Linked DNA regions of Nomascus leucogenys: region 1 is linked to region 2. Evidence: chromatin contacts called from public Hi-C data. All regions are on one chromosome and are shown on one strand. The core of a region is the stretch at or near the end of the contact, and the rest is flanking DNA. Distances in the headings are between cores, read along the strand shown.

Evidence for each region. A called contact is a pair of places that touch in the nucleus more often than the background predicts.
Region 1: a Hi-C map of a lymphoblastoid cell line shows a contact between it and region 2, with 5 times the contacts expected there. The contact joins the promoter of HMGCS1 here to the enhancer-like site in region 2. A contact is called at or near these places in 2 of 4 Hi-C or Micro-C datasets (a lymphoblastoid cell line and an unstated tissue).

Annotation. Positions count from the first base shown.
Region 1 is chr6:40,347,054-40,350,527 of Asia_NLE_v1, forward strand. It overlaps HMGCS1 (hydroxymethylglutaryl-CoA synthase, cytoplasmic), which reads right to left and starts at 1,271. Exons shown (of 10, transcript XM_003277746.4): 1 at 1,121-1,271.
Region 2 is chr6:40,145,703-40,149,191 of Asia_NLE_v1, forward strand. No RefSeq gene overlaps it. Among named protein-coding and RNA genes, the nearest start is that of ZNF131, 8.8 kb to the right of the region's middle. Within about 2 kb of position 1,954, the one cell type or tissue checked has an H3K27ac peak away from gene starts, as active enhancers do. A contact at or near this core is called in a lymphoblastoid cell line, where this site is marked.

The DNA.
Region 1 (3,474 bases), core at 21-2,520, 200 kb after region 2:
CATTGTTTTTCATGATTCATGCCTGAAACAGAGCAAATGTTAGTTAGCAGCAGCCAGAACACATCATCCTACTGCAGCAGGTGGCAAGAGCATCCTCGGGAAGGTGGGGAGCTGCAGCAGAGGTGAGCAGTGAAAGCAGCTAGTGATGCCTTTAGGCTAAGGCCATAGGGACAAGCATGACAAACAGGCACAACCTCACATTATTTGTTCCCCAAATCCCCTCCTCCAGAGTGGATCAGAATAATCGTTTCTCTATCACTGGTCAAGGCCAGACGCGCGTTTTCAAAGACTCCATATACTTGCTTTGAAATATCCTTAGCTTAATCCAAAACCTATTTGTGTGAGGACTCTGTGAGTGCCTGCCCATTACACTGTATCACCTAAAGCTGGTCCCGAAGGTATTAGCCGGAGAGAGATGTGGGATTTCAGAACACCAAGGAAGCCTATTTTTTAAAACGTAGACAAAAAAAAATATGGAGGCAGGAAGGCGGGAGGCAGTGATCTATGCGATTTGAAGCAAGTACAGACTGAGCCCCAGTACTTGGCCAGGTCTAAATCACGGTTGTGAACGCTTTCTTGCACCTGAGCTGAGGAAGAAAAGTAATGCTACCCACTTCCCTTCTTTCCATCAACTCTGTATGTGGCAGCAGGACACACCCCCTGCAAACCTACCAGCCTCCGTCTAAAGAGGATCTTACCCATCCTTTGGCGTCCACCCTTAACCAAGGCTCTGGAAAAGCCTTGGTAGCCCAACTCTCCTCTCCCGCTCCTGACACCCCCCACTCCTCTCTAGGCGGTCACAGCTGCCTCTCTGGCACCTCCAACTCCTATGTCGTTAGAACACCTAGACCTCAACGCCCTCTCGCGTTCTCCTCTCCGCGACTCGCCTGTGTTCTCGGCTCTTCTCAGATCCGCTACAGTCGGCCTCAGGTCCCTCACGAGGGAGCCCCCGCCCGGCCCCGCTCACGGTGCCCCATCCTCCCGGGCAAGATCCACGCCTACGTCCTGACCCAGAGCCCAGCTCCTTCGGGCCTAGTCAAGGACACCGCCTCTCTCTGGCCCACACCCCGCCCGCTGCACCGCCGCAGCCCGGCTCTACTCCTCCGCGCGGGACACTCACCAAGCGTGACCGAGCGGCAGCAGAGGAAAGGGAGTGAGCCACGAAAGGACAGTCCGCGGCGCCTCCCCTTCGCCACCAGCTTTATAGCCGCCAACCCACCCGACTCCGGCACCGCCGAGAGTCGCTGGGAGGCGGGACGGTGGCTCCAGCAGCCAATCGCGACCGGTAGAGTTGCCCGGCAGCGCCCGCCCCCCCAGCCCGGCTTCTACCAATCAAAAGGAAAGTAGAGGCGGCGGCTCGCTAGGATTTTCCCTCGTGGCTGCAAGGGCGGGGAGAAGGGGCGGGGACAAAGTCTCAGGGCCGAGGAAGTGGTGTGAGAGACTGACGTGGGGTGGCACGAGAGCCCACTTGCCAATGACGGAGCTGCGAGATACGGCGAGAGCCAACGGGAGCGGAGTGAGAGGTTCTCGGACCAATTGGGACTAAGTGAGAGGAGATGCGGGCCAATGGGTACTCCGCGTCCCACCGCTGGAGAGATGGTCAAGTGTGGGAGGCGAGTTGGTCCCAGCTTGGGAGGCTGTCAGGTTGCCTAGCAACCAGAGCTAGGCTTCACCTGAAAGATTTCTGAAATGCTGTACTTGATTTGAATTCAGTCTTAACGTTTTCTAGCAAAGTGGGCCTAGATTACAAATTGGAGCAGAATACTTCACCCAGAACTTGTATATGTGTAAATATTCTAAATACCCGATTTGTAAATACTCAAATATTGTCTCCTTTATTCAAAACTACCTTGACTTAAAAAAACAAAACAAACAAAAGTGCTCTTGAGACAAAGCTTTCTAACTAAACCTAAAACAAAATGGTTTCAGGACTAGGCATCCGTGGGGAGGGTGCAGAGCCTTGCTGTGAAGGGAAGTTGATACTGAATTCAAGGATTTTTGCCAGGCCGTGCACTCTGAGGAAAGGGACTCCATTTGGCCCGTTCCCCACTGTATCTTCTAAGCTTCATATGTGGTAACTGGAAAGGCCACGTAATTGTCGGCATAGTAAATCCATCGGATACGGACTGCCTAACTCCCCCAGCAAATAGAGAGGAGCAATTCAAGCTAGAGGAATTCACTGAAACACTATTTGGGGGGAATCCAAAGGAGGACACTTGTGGCTTTGCAATAAACTCTGCCTCTATCTGGTCAGAGAGAGAAGCCATAATACTTAGCTTTGGTGGGGGACCATGAGTGAGGTTCGGAGTTGTTTGTATCTCTCCCCATCTCAGTTTAATTAACAAGAATGCTATTGATAAGGGGTCATTGGTAATTCTGTGATTCACACAACTATTGTTATGGGAGATTTTTTTAATCACTATAGATGCTAACCTAGTAAGACACATTGTCAGCAGCAAAGTGGCAAAACAATTGGAAATGGAACCACTGTGAAGTGGTGGCATAAATGACTTGGGGGAAGAGGACCATTCAATAATGATTTCCATTCCACAGTATTGCCCATGACTCATTTCATATGTACATAAAGTAACTAGATAGTAAACAGAGAGAGAGAGACATTGCCTGATTGTGATCAACAGCAATTTGGGGTTGGGGATTGTGATCAACAGCAATTTGGGGTGGGGTAGGAGATTAAAATTCTTGGCATATTGGAATATGCTGAAAGGCAGTAAGGACAAACACAGGAAAGATGATACAGTTTTGTCCTTAGAAAGGAATTGCAAATAATTCCAACTCCAGGAGTACACAATGGGAAATGATTAGCCAGACAGTCATGAGAATGACCATCTTACACAACTGGAAATTTTTACAAGGAACAGACCGTCTTTTGATCACGTTAATCTTCAATTAAGCAAAGTGAGCATGATTATTGATTACTGGGAAGCCAAGCAAAGGAGAACAAAAAGGGTTAGTGATTAGATACAGAAGATCTTGTTATAAATAACATTTCCATGCCGCAAAAGAAATAGCACTCAAATATAAAATTTTCTTTTTAATTCTCAGCAAGGCAAGGTACTTCTATAGAAGGGTGCACCCTTACAGATGGAGCAATGGTGAGTGCGCACTTGGACAAGGGAGGGAAAGGGGTTCTTATTCCTGATGCACATGGTCCCTACTGCTGTGTCATTCCCCTATTGGCTAGGGTTAGACTGCACAGGCTAAACTAATTCTGATTGACTAATTTAAAGAGAGTGATGGGGTGAGTGGTTTGGCGGGAAAAATGGTTATGAAATGAGTTAGGGTGGAGAATGAATTGTAATGAGTCAAGGTGGAGAATGAGTCAGGTTGGAGCAGGTAATCAGAAAAGGTTGCTTTACTAGGAAGTTACATTTAAAAGTAGAAGGCAAAGAATGGAACATACTGACATATTAATTCTTTGAAGAGAAATTTAGAATTCATATTTAACAACTTCCT
Region 2 (3,489 bases), core at 704-3,203:
TTAGTGATAACATCTCAGAAATGAACAATGAGAATAAATCCAAACAATCTTTTTTTTTTTTTGAGACAGAGTTTTGCTTGTTGCCCAGGCTGGAGTGCAATGGCGTGATCTCAGCTCACCACAACCTCCGCTGCCTCCCGGGTTCAAGCGATTCTCCTGCCTCAGCCTCCCAAGTAGCTGGGACTATAGCATGCACCATCATGCCCGGCTAATTTTGTATTTTTAGTAGAGACAGGGTTTCTCCACGTTGGTCAGGCTGGTCTCGAACTACTGACCTCAGGTAATATGCCCACCTTGGCCTCCCAAAGTGCTGGGATTACAGGTGTGAGCCACCACGCCCAGCTCCAAACAATCTTAATAAAGAGGAGGCCTCAGATGTGGGTTAAAAGCCTAAGGTGCTACACCTTAGGAATAAAGGAGAACTGGTAATAAACTAGTCCTCAAAAGGAAGTAAGTTAATCTTCGAATTATCTCCATTTCTTTATTTTTTATTTTTTTTTTTTTGAGACAGTTTTGCTCTGTTACCTAGGCTGGAGTGCAGTGGCGCAATCTTGGCTCACTGCAACCTCCACCTCCTGAGATCAAGTGATTCTCCTGCCTCAGCCTCCCGAGAAGCTGGGATTACAGGCATGTGTCACCATGCCCGGCTAATTTTTGTATTTTTAGTAGAGACAGGGTTTCACCATGTTGGCCAGGCTGGTCTCGAACTCCTGACCTTGTGATCCGTATGCCTCAGCCTCCCAAAGTGCAGGGATTACAGGCGTGAGCCACTGCACCCAGCCGAATTATCTACATTTCTAAAATTGAATTAAGGTTATCCCAATTGCCAATACCCCTAGCTGCCAACCAAAAGCAAAATTCTTCTATAGAGAAAGATAAAATTATTGCAGGCCTTAAATTATTTGTAAAAAATTTCACATACAGTGTCCAGCATTCAATTTAAAAAAAATGATTAGGTAAGTAAGACAATAGAACAACATGAAGAAACACTGAGAGAAGCAACAACGAAACAGTCTCTAGATACTGAGACATAGACTGTAAAATACCATTCAATACGAATAAGAAAATAAAAGACAAGATTGAGAAACTCATAGCAAATTAGAAATGATAATAAAGAAGCAAAAATAACTAAAACATAAAGCAGCCATGGCCAGGCACGGTGCTCACGCCTGTAATCCCAGCACTTTGGGAGGCCGAGGCAGGTGGATCACTTGAGGTCAGGAGTTTGAGACCAGCCTGGCCAACATGGTGAAACCCCGTCTCTACTAAAAATACAAAAATTAGCTGGGTGTGGTTGTGGGCGCATGTAATCCCAGCTACTCGGGAGGCTGAGGCAGGAGAATTGCTGGAACCTGGGAGGCAGAGGCTGCAGCGAGCTGAGATTGCATCACTGCACTCAAGCATGGGTGACAAAGTGAGACTCTGTCTCAAAATAATAATAAATGAAACATATAGCAGCAAAATCAATAACTCAATGAGTTTAACAGAAGATTAGCACAGCTGAAGAGAATTAGTGAACTGGAAGAAAAATCATAAGAAAATGTCCATGAGGAAACAAGGAGAAAAGACAAGAGATGGGAAATACAGAACAGATGGGAAAAGACATAGAGTGTACAACAAGAAAGCCTAATAAACGGGTATTTGGAATCTCAATAGGCGGTTGAGAATTGAGCAGCAGCAACATAAAAAATATTGTGCCACTTCCTTCTGTCCTCTGTGGTTTCTGATCAGAGGTTTGCTGTCATTTGAACTGTTTTTCTCTGTAGGCAAAGTTTTGGGTTTTGTTTCTTTTTCTGACTGCTTTCAATAATTTTTTTTGCCTTTAATTTTTATAAGCTTAATTACGTTTCTTGGTGTTGATTTATTTTAGTTTATACTTTCTAGGGTTTGGTCAGCATCTTGAATCTTACCAAATCTTACCAAATTTGGGATGTTTTCAGCCATTATTTCCTCAAGTACTTTCTCAGCCTCACTCTTTCTCCTCTCCTTCAGGGTTTCTGAGAACACAAATGTTAAATCTTCTATTACAGCCCCACAGATTCCTGATGCTCTACTTATTTTTGGTTTTCTTTTTTTTTTTCCCCCATCAATTTTTTCTCTGCTCTTTAAATTGGGTTGTTTTGATTCTTTTGTTTTCTACTTCACTGATTCTCTGTATTCTCTAGTATGCCAGTCAGCTCATCCACTGAACTTTTAATTTCAGTTATTGAATTTTCAGTTATAAAATTTCAATTTGCTTCTTCTTTATATTGTCTATTACTTTACTGAGGTTTAAAAAAATTGTTTCGGCCAGGCACAGTGACTCATGCTTGTAATCCTAGCACTTTGGGAGGCCGAGGCGGGCGGATCACGAGGTCAGGAGATCGAGACCATCCTGGTTAACATGGTGAAACCCATCGCTACTAAAAATGCAAAAACAAAATTAGCCAGGCATGGTAGCGGACGCCTGTAGTCCCAGCTACTCGGGAGGCTGAGGCGGGAGAATGGCATGAACCAGGGAGGCCAAGTTTGCAGTGAGCCAAGATTGTGCCACTGCACTCCAGCCTAGGCGACAGAGCGAGACTTCATCTCAAAAAAAAAAAAATGTTTCAAGCATGTTCATAATTTCTCCTTGAAGTATTTTTTATCATGGCTTTTATCATGATTTTGTCTACTAATTACAACATCTCTTTTATCTGTTGGCATGTATTTATTATATTTTACATTTAGTTTGAGAGTTTCCTGATTTTTGCTTTGAAGTATGAGTGATTTTAAAAATTGAAACCTGTATATTTTCAGAAGTTATGAGCCTCTGAGTTTTCTTTGAACCATCTGTTTTACCTGGCTTTTTATGACACTGCTCCCATAGAGGAAGGAGGTGGGATGCCAGCTCATTACTGCTACATGGAGGTAGAAGTCCAAGTTTCCCACCTGACCTCCATTTGACACCCAAAGAGGAGGTTGCACCTGGTTATTACTGGGCAGAGCAGGAGTTCTGGCTCCCCTCATGGCCTGCATCAGCACTGCAAGTGAAGATGGTCCTATTCCTGCAGAATAATGGTGAAAGTCCTGACTCTCCATCAAGCCTCCTCTGACATTACCTTAGGAGAAGAGGAAAGAGAACCTTGTTACTGCTGGGTGTGGATGAAAGTCTGAGCTGCTACTTGGCCTCTGACACCACCCTAAAAAGGTGGGAATTGAGGTGCCTTGTTATAGCCTGAAGAAGGCAGATGCTTAGGCTCCTCACCACAACAGGTCTCGCTCTGTCACCCAGGCTGAAGGGTACTGACTTACTGCAGCCTCAACCTCCCCGGGCTCAGGTGATTTTCCCACCTCAGCCTCCTGAGTAGCTGGGATTACAGGCGTGCCACCACACTTGGCTAATTTTCATGTTTTTGGAAGAGATGGGGTTTTACCATGTGGGCCAGGCTGGTCTTGAACTCTTGAGCACAGGCAACTCGCTGGCCTCAGCCTCCCAAAGTGCTGGGATTACAGGTAGGAGCCCCTGTG